Linked DNA regions of Mus musculus: all the other regions are linked to region 3. The links are chromatin contacts, called in public HiChIP or PLAC-seq maps. All regions are on one chromosome and are shown on one strand. Each heading gives the region's core, a stretch centred on a gene start, on an enhancer-like site or on the middle of the called end of the contact. The rest is flanking DNA. Distances are from core to core; before and after follow the strand shown. Region 1 overlaps Igf2bp3 (insulin-like growth factor 2 mRNA binding protein 3). Region 2 holds the start of Gpnmb (glycoprotein (transmembrane) nmb). Region 3 holds the start of Malsu1 (mitochondrial assembly of ribosomal large subunit 1).

Evidence for each region. HiChIP or PLAC-seq counts read pairs in DNA pulled down with a chosen protein or histone mark.
Region 1: a BATF HiChIP or PLAC-seq map of CD8 T cells shows a contact between it and region 3, with 17 read pairs. The contact joins the enhancer-like site here to the promoter of Malsu1 in region 3. A contact is called at or near these places in 2 of 39 promoter capture datasets (cranial neural crest and macrophages), 9 of 484 Hi-C or Micro-C datasets (B cells, CD8 T cells, Th1 cells and 6 more), 14 of 115 datasets of contacts at active chromatin or transcription factors (the 230-238 cell line, CD8 T cells, the SCID.adh cell line and 6 more) and 3 of 9 other capture datasets (adipose tissue, embryonic stem cells and pancreatic islet).
Region 2: an H3K27ac HiChIP or PLAC-seq map of embryonic stem cells shows a contact between it and region 3, with 10 read pairs. The contact joins the promoter of Gpnmb here to the promoter of Malsu1 in region 3. A contact is called at or near these places in 5 of 39 promoter capture datasets (cranial neural crest, embryonic stem cells, frontonasal cranial neural crest and 2 more), 5 of 484 Hi-C or Micro-C datasets (CD4 T cells, embryonic fibroblasts, embryonic stem cells and 2 more), 7 of 115 datasets of contacts at active chromatin or transcription factors (the SCID.adh cell line, effector CD8 T cells, embryonic stem cells and 2 more) and 3 of 9 other capture datasets (adipose tissue, liver and pancreatic islet).

Annotation. Positions count from the first base shown.
Region 1 is chr6:49,127,426-49,130,125 of GRCm38.p6, forward strand. The region is part of intron 5 of Igf2bp3 (insulin-like growth factor 2 mRNA binding protein 3); the gene reads right to left. It also overlaps a transcript of Malsu1 not described here. Among named protein-coding and RNA genes, the nearest start is that of Malsu1, 55 kb to the left of the region's middle. Within about 2 kb of position 1,331, at least 10 of the 459 cell types and tissues checked have an H3K27ac peak or open chromatin away from gene starts, as enhancers often do. A contact at or near this core is called in CD8 T cells, Th1 cells and Th2 cells, where this site is marked.
Region 2 is chr6:49,035,187-49,037,886 of GRCm38.p6, forward strand. It overlaps Gpnmb (glycoprotein (transmembrane) nmb), which reads left to right and starts at 1,332. Exons shown (of 11, transcript NM_053110.4): 1 at 1,332-1,606. The coding sequence starts at 1,537.
Region 3 is chr6:49,072,378-49,075,077 of GRCm38.p6, forward strand. It overlaps Malsu1 (mitochondrial assembly of ribosomal large subunit 1), which reads left to right and starts at 1,418. Exons shown (of 4, transcript NM_029353.1): 1 at 1,418-1,726. The coding sequence starts at 1,489.

The sequences.
Region 1 (2,700 bases), core at 81-2,580, 55 kb after region 3:
GTCTGTAAAGGTTGCTGCCAAAGCTAATGATCCAAGACCCAGACCTAAGACCCAGAGGATAGAAAGATGGAAATGAGTCTTGGAAGTTGTCGTCTGACCTCTCCATATACAGTAAAACATGTACATACATGCACATGTGCAAATAAACAAATAAAGAAAAAAGAAAAACATGTACATACATGCACATGTGCAAATAAACAAAGAAAAAAAGCATACAAAGCATTGCAGTAATACTAATTTTGAAAGCTACAATATATAGGAGTAAGATTAAAAGATAGAAATCTTAACAGTGCACATTTCTGAATGACATGAAATTTGTCCTGTTGTTTGGTCTACTTCTATTTCTTTTGATTTTTTTTTTTAATTGAGACAGGGTCTTGCTATATAGCTCAGGCTAGCCCAGAACCAACAATCCTCTTTTATCAGTCTTCTACACTTCTTTGCCATAATACATTTATAAACATAATTTTTAAGTCTACACGGGATTTTCCTCCTCATAGTTATTAGCCAAGATACTCTGAATGCTTGTTTTTCTGTTTTTGTTTTTTGAGAAGGGGTTTTCTCTGTGTAGGTTTGGAACTTGATCCATAGATCAGGCCTGCCTGTCTCCTGAGTGCCAGGATTAAAGGCAGGTGCTACTGTCACCTAGCCACTTTGAACACTTTGAATACTTGTAATGGTAACGTCTTTATGAGCTCCAAAGCAATTTGCAAGGATGGTTTCAAAGCCCTGAGAGTTTGTTTTTTTTTTTGTTTGTTTTTGTTTTGGTTTGAGACAGACTCTCATGTAGAGTGGTTTCCCACTTGCTGTGCACCAAGGTTGAGCTGCTGGGATGGCAGGTGTGTACAGCATACCCATCTATGCAGGGCTACCACCAAACCCCAAGCACTCTTCCAACTGGGCTACATCCTTGTCTGCGTTGTGTTCTCTAACAAAAACAGAAATCAGGATGTATAAGCAAAGGAGTGTGTGAGATCAACATGCATACACACTCTAGAAAGTTCTTTTTCATACACACAAACCCTTCAGGAAGCCACATCTGAATGTTCTGACTCAGCTTCCCTGAGACAGGAAGATAGAGAGGAGCCAGAGCCCTAAGCCTCTCTGTACTGAGCAGTTTTTAAAATATCTTTTGAACTTTTATGTCATTATTTAGTAATACAAGATTTAAGCTTAAAATAGGTATTGTATTTTTAATACCTGTGCTACAATCTCTGAAGTTTCTTAGCCACAGGTGGCAGGAATTTCCAAGGTGGAATCTGTCTTAGACAAAGCTGTATCAGAGGACTCCTCTCAAATACAACCAAGGTCTAGAACTGACTGATGGTGAACCACTCCCTACAGCAGCAGAGTGTATTGAAGAGCAGCTGAGCAATTTCCAGCACCTAGGAACATGGTGGAGGAACACAATGGCTGCTCCCCTGAGCTCTCACCACAGTCCAGCATTTTTTTTTAAAGATTTATTTATTATTATATGTAAGTACACTGTAGCTGTACTTATGAGGGCATCAGATCTCGTTATGGATGGTTGTGAGCCACCATGTGGTTGCGGGATTTGTACTCAGGACCAGTCAGTGCTCTTAGCCGCTGAACCATCTCTCCAGCCCTACATTCTAGCTTTTAAGTTAAGTGTTTTAGAAGGAAGAGCTTAGTTACAGCAGCTTTGTGAGCTATGAGAACAGCGATTCCCACTTTAGAGATGAGGATGAACCAGGGATGGCAATCAGATGGTAGAATGTTTTGCTGTTTAGAGACAGGGTTTCTCTGTGTAGCCCTGGCTGTCCTAGATCTTGCTTCATAGACCAATCTGGCCTCAAACTCAGAGTCCTGCCTGCCTCTGCCTCCCAAGTGCTGGGAGTGTACACAATCACCAGATGGTAGAAAAGGAAAGATAGCTTTAAAGGGATTTAAAAAAAAAAAAAAAAAGGCAGAGACATAAGCACAGGACAGGCATCCAGCCATCTCCCCCCCCCCCCAAAACTCCCAGGCTTATCTTGTATGTTCCATGCAACAGGAACTTGGCTCTACCAACCACACATACAGCTCACTGTAAACATAAGATGCTCCCCTCACTGGCCTCCGAGTTTCCTGAGGGTTAAGCCTGTGCTCACTTGCTTCTATCACCACAGGTATGAATGGCTGGACAACATGACCTCAGAGGTGGTATCTTCCTGCTCTTCTTACATGGCAGTTGAAGAACACAACTTGTAAAACATTGAATTTACAATCCTACAATAACATAATGCTCAAGGTCTCATAAAAGAGGTTGTAATTTAAATAAATAAATAAATATGCAAACAAGGAAAACTAAGAAGTTAAACGTGTTAAAAGCTTCAATTTCACTTATGAAATTAAGTAAAATTACCACAACCACTTTCTCCTGCTAGACTGGCAAGGTTTCAGAAAGCCCTGGGAGAATATAGAGAAGCAGTTACACAATTCAAGCAAGTCTAAGCTCTATGAAGATCACACAGTTAAAAACATAGGTCTGGAGCTAGCAGGATGCTCTGTGGGTGAAGGTGTTTTCTGCACACGTCTGATGACCTAAGTCCAACCCACAGAATACACATAAAGGTCTTCACTGACCTTTACATAGTCTACGACAAAGAACTGGCTCTATACAGTTATTCTCTGACCTCTATGTGATCACAGAGACACACTTCCTCTCTCTTTCCCCCTTTCACCTTCCCCACCCACCTC
Region 2 (2,700 bases), core at 82-2,581, 37 kb before region 3:
GTTTGCCCAAAGTTGAAAACTTGTTTCAGTTTTTACATTTGCTTGGGGGTTGGGGATAAGGGCACATGCCACGGCTCTTGTGTGAAGATCAGAGGACAACTTGCAAAAGTTAGTTTCTTCTTCCCACCACACAGGTTCCAGGGATTAAACTCAGATCTTCAAGCTTGGTAGGTTAATGTCTTCACCTACTGAACAAGCGTACCAGCACAAAAGCTCGCTTTTCTGATTTTTTTACTTTTGTTTTGTTTTTGAGTCAGGGACTCACTCTGTAGCCTTAGCTTCCCTGGAACTTGCTAAGTAGGACCAGGCTGGGCTTGAACTTAGAGACATCCAGATGCCTCTGCCTCTCTAGTGCTGGGACTGAAGGAGTTCACCGACATGTTTGTTTATTTTACTTATGAGTACATGGTAGCTGTCTTCAGACACACCAGAAGAGGGTGTTCATTTTTAATTGAAAGGTTACATGTGTGTAAACAAGCAGACAGAGCTCTGTATATGATTTATGTTACACAAAAGCAGTTCTTTCCCTTTCTCCTCTGCATTGGAGACTTTTGCTTCTTTGTGGTTGCGTCCACTTCTGCTCCACGTGGTTTTCCCCCACAGGAGCTCTGGTCCCTGAATTACAATGGACTGTAAGTCACTGTGTGCCACAACCAAGACTTCTCCTGCCCAGAAAACAGTCTTAGGGATGTGTCCTGACAGTGAGAGGGTCACAGGGCCAAGTTTCCACAGTCTACAACCAGAAACAGCTTAATCACATGACATTTATGTTCCAGAGACGGGTGATTTCACACCTAATGCTTGCTCTTTGGCAATACAAGTGTGCTTCCCACAAGTCGCCTGAAGTTACTTGGAGCAGCTATCTTAGAGAAGTTACCAAAAATGATGCAGTTCGTTCTGGGCATTCTGCAGAGCCAGGTCGATATGCCAGAAACTTTAGCTTTGGGGTACATTTCTCCTCTGCTTGAAGCCCGTGGGCTGTCCCGAACTTGCAATTTCTGACATAGCATGCAATGTTTGTATGCATGCATGCACAGCACAGTGGCATTGACTGAAATGATACCTTGGATCTGTCTGTTCTGGGGGAAGAGAACGCGGGCTGTCCAGATTCTGGAAAGATGTTTCAGTGTGAGTACCGAAGTGACACAAAAGAGAAACCACAAAGTCCACCAACGACCAGGTTTCGTTTGGTAAAGAATGTCAGAACAGGATGTTAGAAAGCTCCCTTTAAGCTAGGAAAGATGGAGGGGGAGGGAGAGAAAGGGGGGAGGAGCAAATGTGGCATCACAAAATGAAAACACCGTGCATCCGAAGTCAATAAATAGATGCCAGGGGCAAGTGACTCATGAGCACGAGTTGTTAAGCGATGGAATTTGGGAGATCAAGCCACACTGCTTAAAACATCACATGATCTCCCTCTGGCCCCGTATTTCATAAAACAGAGCGGATCGCAGGAGGCCGACACTGTGACTCCTGGTGGATGGGACTGGGGAGTCAGAGTCAAGCCCTGACTGGTTGCAGGCGCTCGGAGTCAGCATGGAAAGTCTCTGCGGGGTCCTGGGATTTCTGCTGCTGGCTGCAGGACTGCCTCTCCAGGCTGCCAAGCGTGAGTCCCGTCCTCTCTGGGCGCTTACACTCGTTGACCCAAATGATGGGCCAGGCCCTTTGACTGGAGTTTGGGGGTCCGCAGACAGGGTCTGTTCCAAATGCTGGGAGTGTGTTCTTTGCTTAGGACTCACGGAGAGCAAAAGCCACGAGGCCCCTGGAAGCTTTTTCCACTCTGGCCAGATTGAGGCTGGAAGGGGAGGACAGCCTGTACCCCAGAATAAAGCAAGTCTCCCAAATCACCCTTATCTGCTTCCTGCTCACAGGGCGGAGCTCTTAAATGAGGCTCTGGCTAACTTTGCGGAACTCCCCCATCCCACCGCATCCTCTGCTCGCTGCAGGGCCAACTGCTGCTTCAGTGCAGATACTGAGGACTCTATGCAGATACTGAGGGGCTCCACCCTGGGCGGATTCTATGGCAGGGGCCCTACTAACAAAGCTTCCTAGTGAGTGGCAGAGGCATCTTTCAGTGTTGGACATACTGGTCTAGCATCCTTGTCCTGACCAGGGTGTAGCTGTCCTGTTCTTAGCGGAGCTAGTGAGCAGGGGAAAGAGAAGGCCCCTCACTTCCAGGGGCCGGAGACCAGCCCGGTCCAGAACCTTGCCTTACCCCGAATGTGGCCGCCTGGCTGGTTGCCAGGCAGTTCCAAAGGAGAGGAGTATCTCGTCACCCCCTGCCTTCTCTTGTGCAAGGCAGGTCCTCGGGTAGGTTGTCCTGGCTGGGGTGGATCCCAGGCCAGGCAGAGTGGAACCGCTGTGGTCCCTGCACCCAAGAATTGCCAGGCAAAAGGGCAAGCAGCCCAGCCCCATCACAGCCGCGCCCCGAACCAGGGATCCTCAAAGCCAGTGATGCCCCAGACTTGGGGCGTCCTGCCTGAGACTCCACCTCTGAGTTTGGATTTTAAACCCAGAGATGGCAGGCAGCGGGTTGACAAACGGAACGGCCCATCTTGTGTCTAGGTGTGGTGCCTTCACAGAGAGAGGGGACTCTGACCTTGGAATTATCCAGTTTCCCCAGATGAGAAACCGGGCCACAGGCCACAGAGAGGGCCAGGAATTCGCTCAGGTCACACAGAGAGCAGGCAGTAGGGAAGC
Region 3 (2,700 bases), core at 168-2,667:
GCTATAACACCTCCTTCATGTCCTTTCTCTGTATAGCCCACTGAGTTTAATTAGTGCTATCTTTATGCGCATAGGTGTTCATGGTTTTTTGTTTTGACCGGAGTTACAGTGCTAGGCATGGATTCCCTCCTGTGAGGCAGGGCTCAGATCTAATCAGAAGGTGGTTGGCTGGCTAACCCCATAACTCATGCACTATTGACTCAGTGGGCGCATCTGGCCTGGCATTGGAATTATCACTCAGGGTAAGTCCACTGATGGCTTTTCTCCCCCAGTGACCTGCATGCCACCTCCTGACTCCATGAAAGCTGGGCAGCAGGTAAGAAGGTTTTAGATTAGTTTCAGCTTGAAAACAAGGAGTGTTGTCTTCACCAATATGTATGGTCTTACCATCTAGTTGTGGGAGACAACCAAAATAGCCTCACTTGTTTTTAGGTGGGCCCATAGCTGCCCTGACCAATAATGTAGGGATGATAGTATCCCAAACCCAGCACTGAGATTTTCATTTAATGACCCATATCTTTCATTTGAAAGCAATCAACCATACCTGATGCCGCCATTCAAACTTTTTTCTTCTTTTTTGTATGATTCATTTTTGTTTTGTGTTTTTAATTTTATGTGTTCAGGTGTTTTGCCTACTTATATGTCTGTACAATATGTTTGTGCACTTCATCTGAAGAGGGCATTTAATACCATTGAAATTAAATTCAGTCTGTACTTTTGACTGCTCAGCCATCTTTCTAGTTCTTGAATTTAGGGTTTTTTGTTTGTTTGCTTTTTTGTTTTTTGGACAGTGGGAAATGGCTAAAAATACTTAATTCCTATCTGACAGGGTTAATTTCTGCATATTTGGGGGAGAGGAAAAACAGAAAGGAGAGAGCTAGAGAGGGTTTGAAGGGGCTGGAGAAAGTGGGAGGGAAGGAGAAAAGGAAAGGAGAAAGAAGAAGAGGAAAGAGAGAGAGAGAGGTAGGAACCCTTTAATTCCTTTTAAGATGTATTTATTTATGTATGCCTACAAGACAGAAGAGGGCATCAGATCCTATTATAGGTGGTTGTGAGCCACCATGTGGTTGCTGGGAATCAATTCTCAGGACCTCTGAAAGAGCAGATAGTGCTCTTAACCATAGAGCCATCTTCTCCAGCCCCATAAAGATTATCTGGGCTCACTTTTTTTTTTCCTTTTCCTTCCTTTCCTTTCTTTTTTTTAAAAAAGAGAGACAAGGTTTGTCTGTGTATCCCTGGGTGTCCTGGAACTCACTTTGTAGAATAGGCTGGCCTTGAATTCAGAGATCTGCCTCGGCCTACCAAGTGCGGAAAGTAAAAGCGTAAGCCACCACCATCCACACGGTCCTCCTCATTCCTTAAACTACTCCCCAGGCAATCCGTCTAAATCACCGTTTCCGGTTACAGACCCGCCCACTTCGTGACGTAGAATCCCGGAGCCGCCCGGAAGCTCCACCACCTCCCCCCAGAGAAGTCGCGGCGAGAGCTATGGGTCCGGGCTGGTCGCCCGCGCGGCGTTTATGGCCGCTGCTGTGGCGCAGGGCGGTCTTCCAGAGAGCCGGCCCCGCAATGGCTTCGGTTCCCTGGCTTCCGCGGCTGGCAGAGCGATGGCTTCCCGCGAGGCCCGCGACCTGCCTGACCCCGAGCCTAACGCGCGGCCTGCACCATGGGCCTCAGCCCGAGGAGCGGACCGCTGGCGACGCTCGCCTGCAGCCCGGACCCGCAGGTACGCGGGCAGGACACCTGGTGGCCCGGCCTGACCCAGGCGGCCCTGGGCTTTCCTGTGCGCTTCGGGGGCAAGAGAAATAGCCATTCGCGCAGACGCAGAGCTGGAAGGGATTTGGGAGGTGGTCGGCACCAACTTTGCTTTGCGTACCCGAGAGTCCTAGAGGGAGGCTAAGGTAGCGTGTTGTCGTCAAAATTCCAGTCATAGAGCGGGCAACATCCGGCTCTTGGCTTCACAGCCCAGGATCCACCCCGTCTCACGATCTGCCCAGGGTCGTAGCAGGTGGACTGGTTGGTCTTAGTAGCACTAGTCCTAGCAGCCTCGTTTCTTCATATCTGTTGAAGGCTGTGGACCAGGTATTGTCTTGAGAACCCGCCTACCATACAGTATAGTTAAGTAACCTTTTTAATCTGCGATTCGATTTAACGTGTGCCCTAGGATATTGTCCTCTCCCTCAAATCATGCCGCTGGTTGTTGTGTAGCATCTCTGCATTTGTGGAGTGTTGTTCCTTTCAGTACTAGTAAATAGAAAGACATTTGCTTCTGCTTCCGTTTGGTAATCGCAGTATCCAGTGTCCGTAATCTGAACCTTCTACCTAGGAAAGCTGAGCAGTGCTTTAGGGAACTGTTGTCCGGGTTCAGTTTTAAGCTGGTTTTTGGTTGGTTGGTTTAGTTTGTCTTGAATGGAGATGGTATTAGGGGTTGGACCCAGGGCCACGTACATGCCACCACTGAAGCACACCTTCAGTCTTTTAGTTTAAAAATAAAAAATCTTTAGACCTTGTCTTTCTGAGTTGCTCAGCCTAACATTGAACCTGGGATCCTCCTGCCTAGTGTTCACCAAAGCATTTTAGATATAAATACACTTGTAGGGGGAGCAGTTCCACTGTCTCCAGGAGACTTCGTGTCAGTCTGCTTCTGTAGACAAATGTAGGTCTGTATTCTCCTCAGCCATCTGACACAAGCGTTTCTGC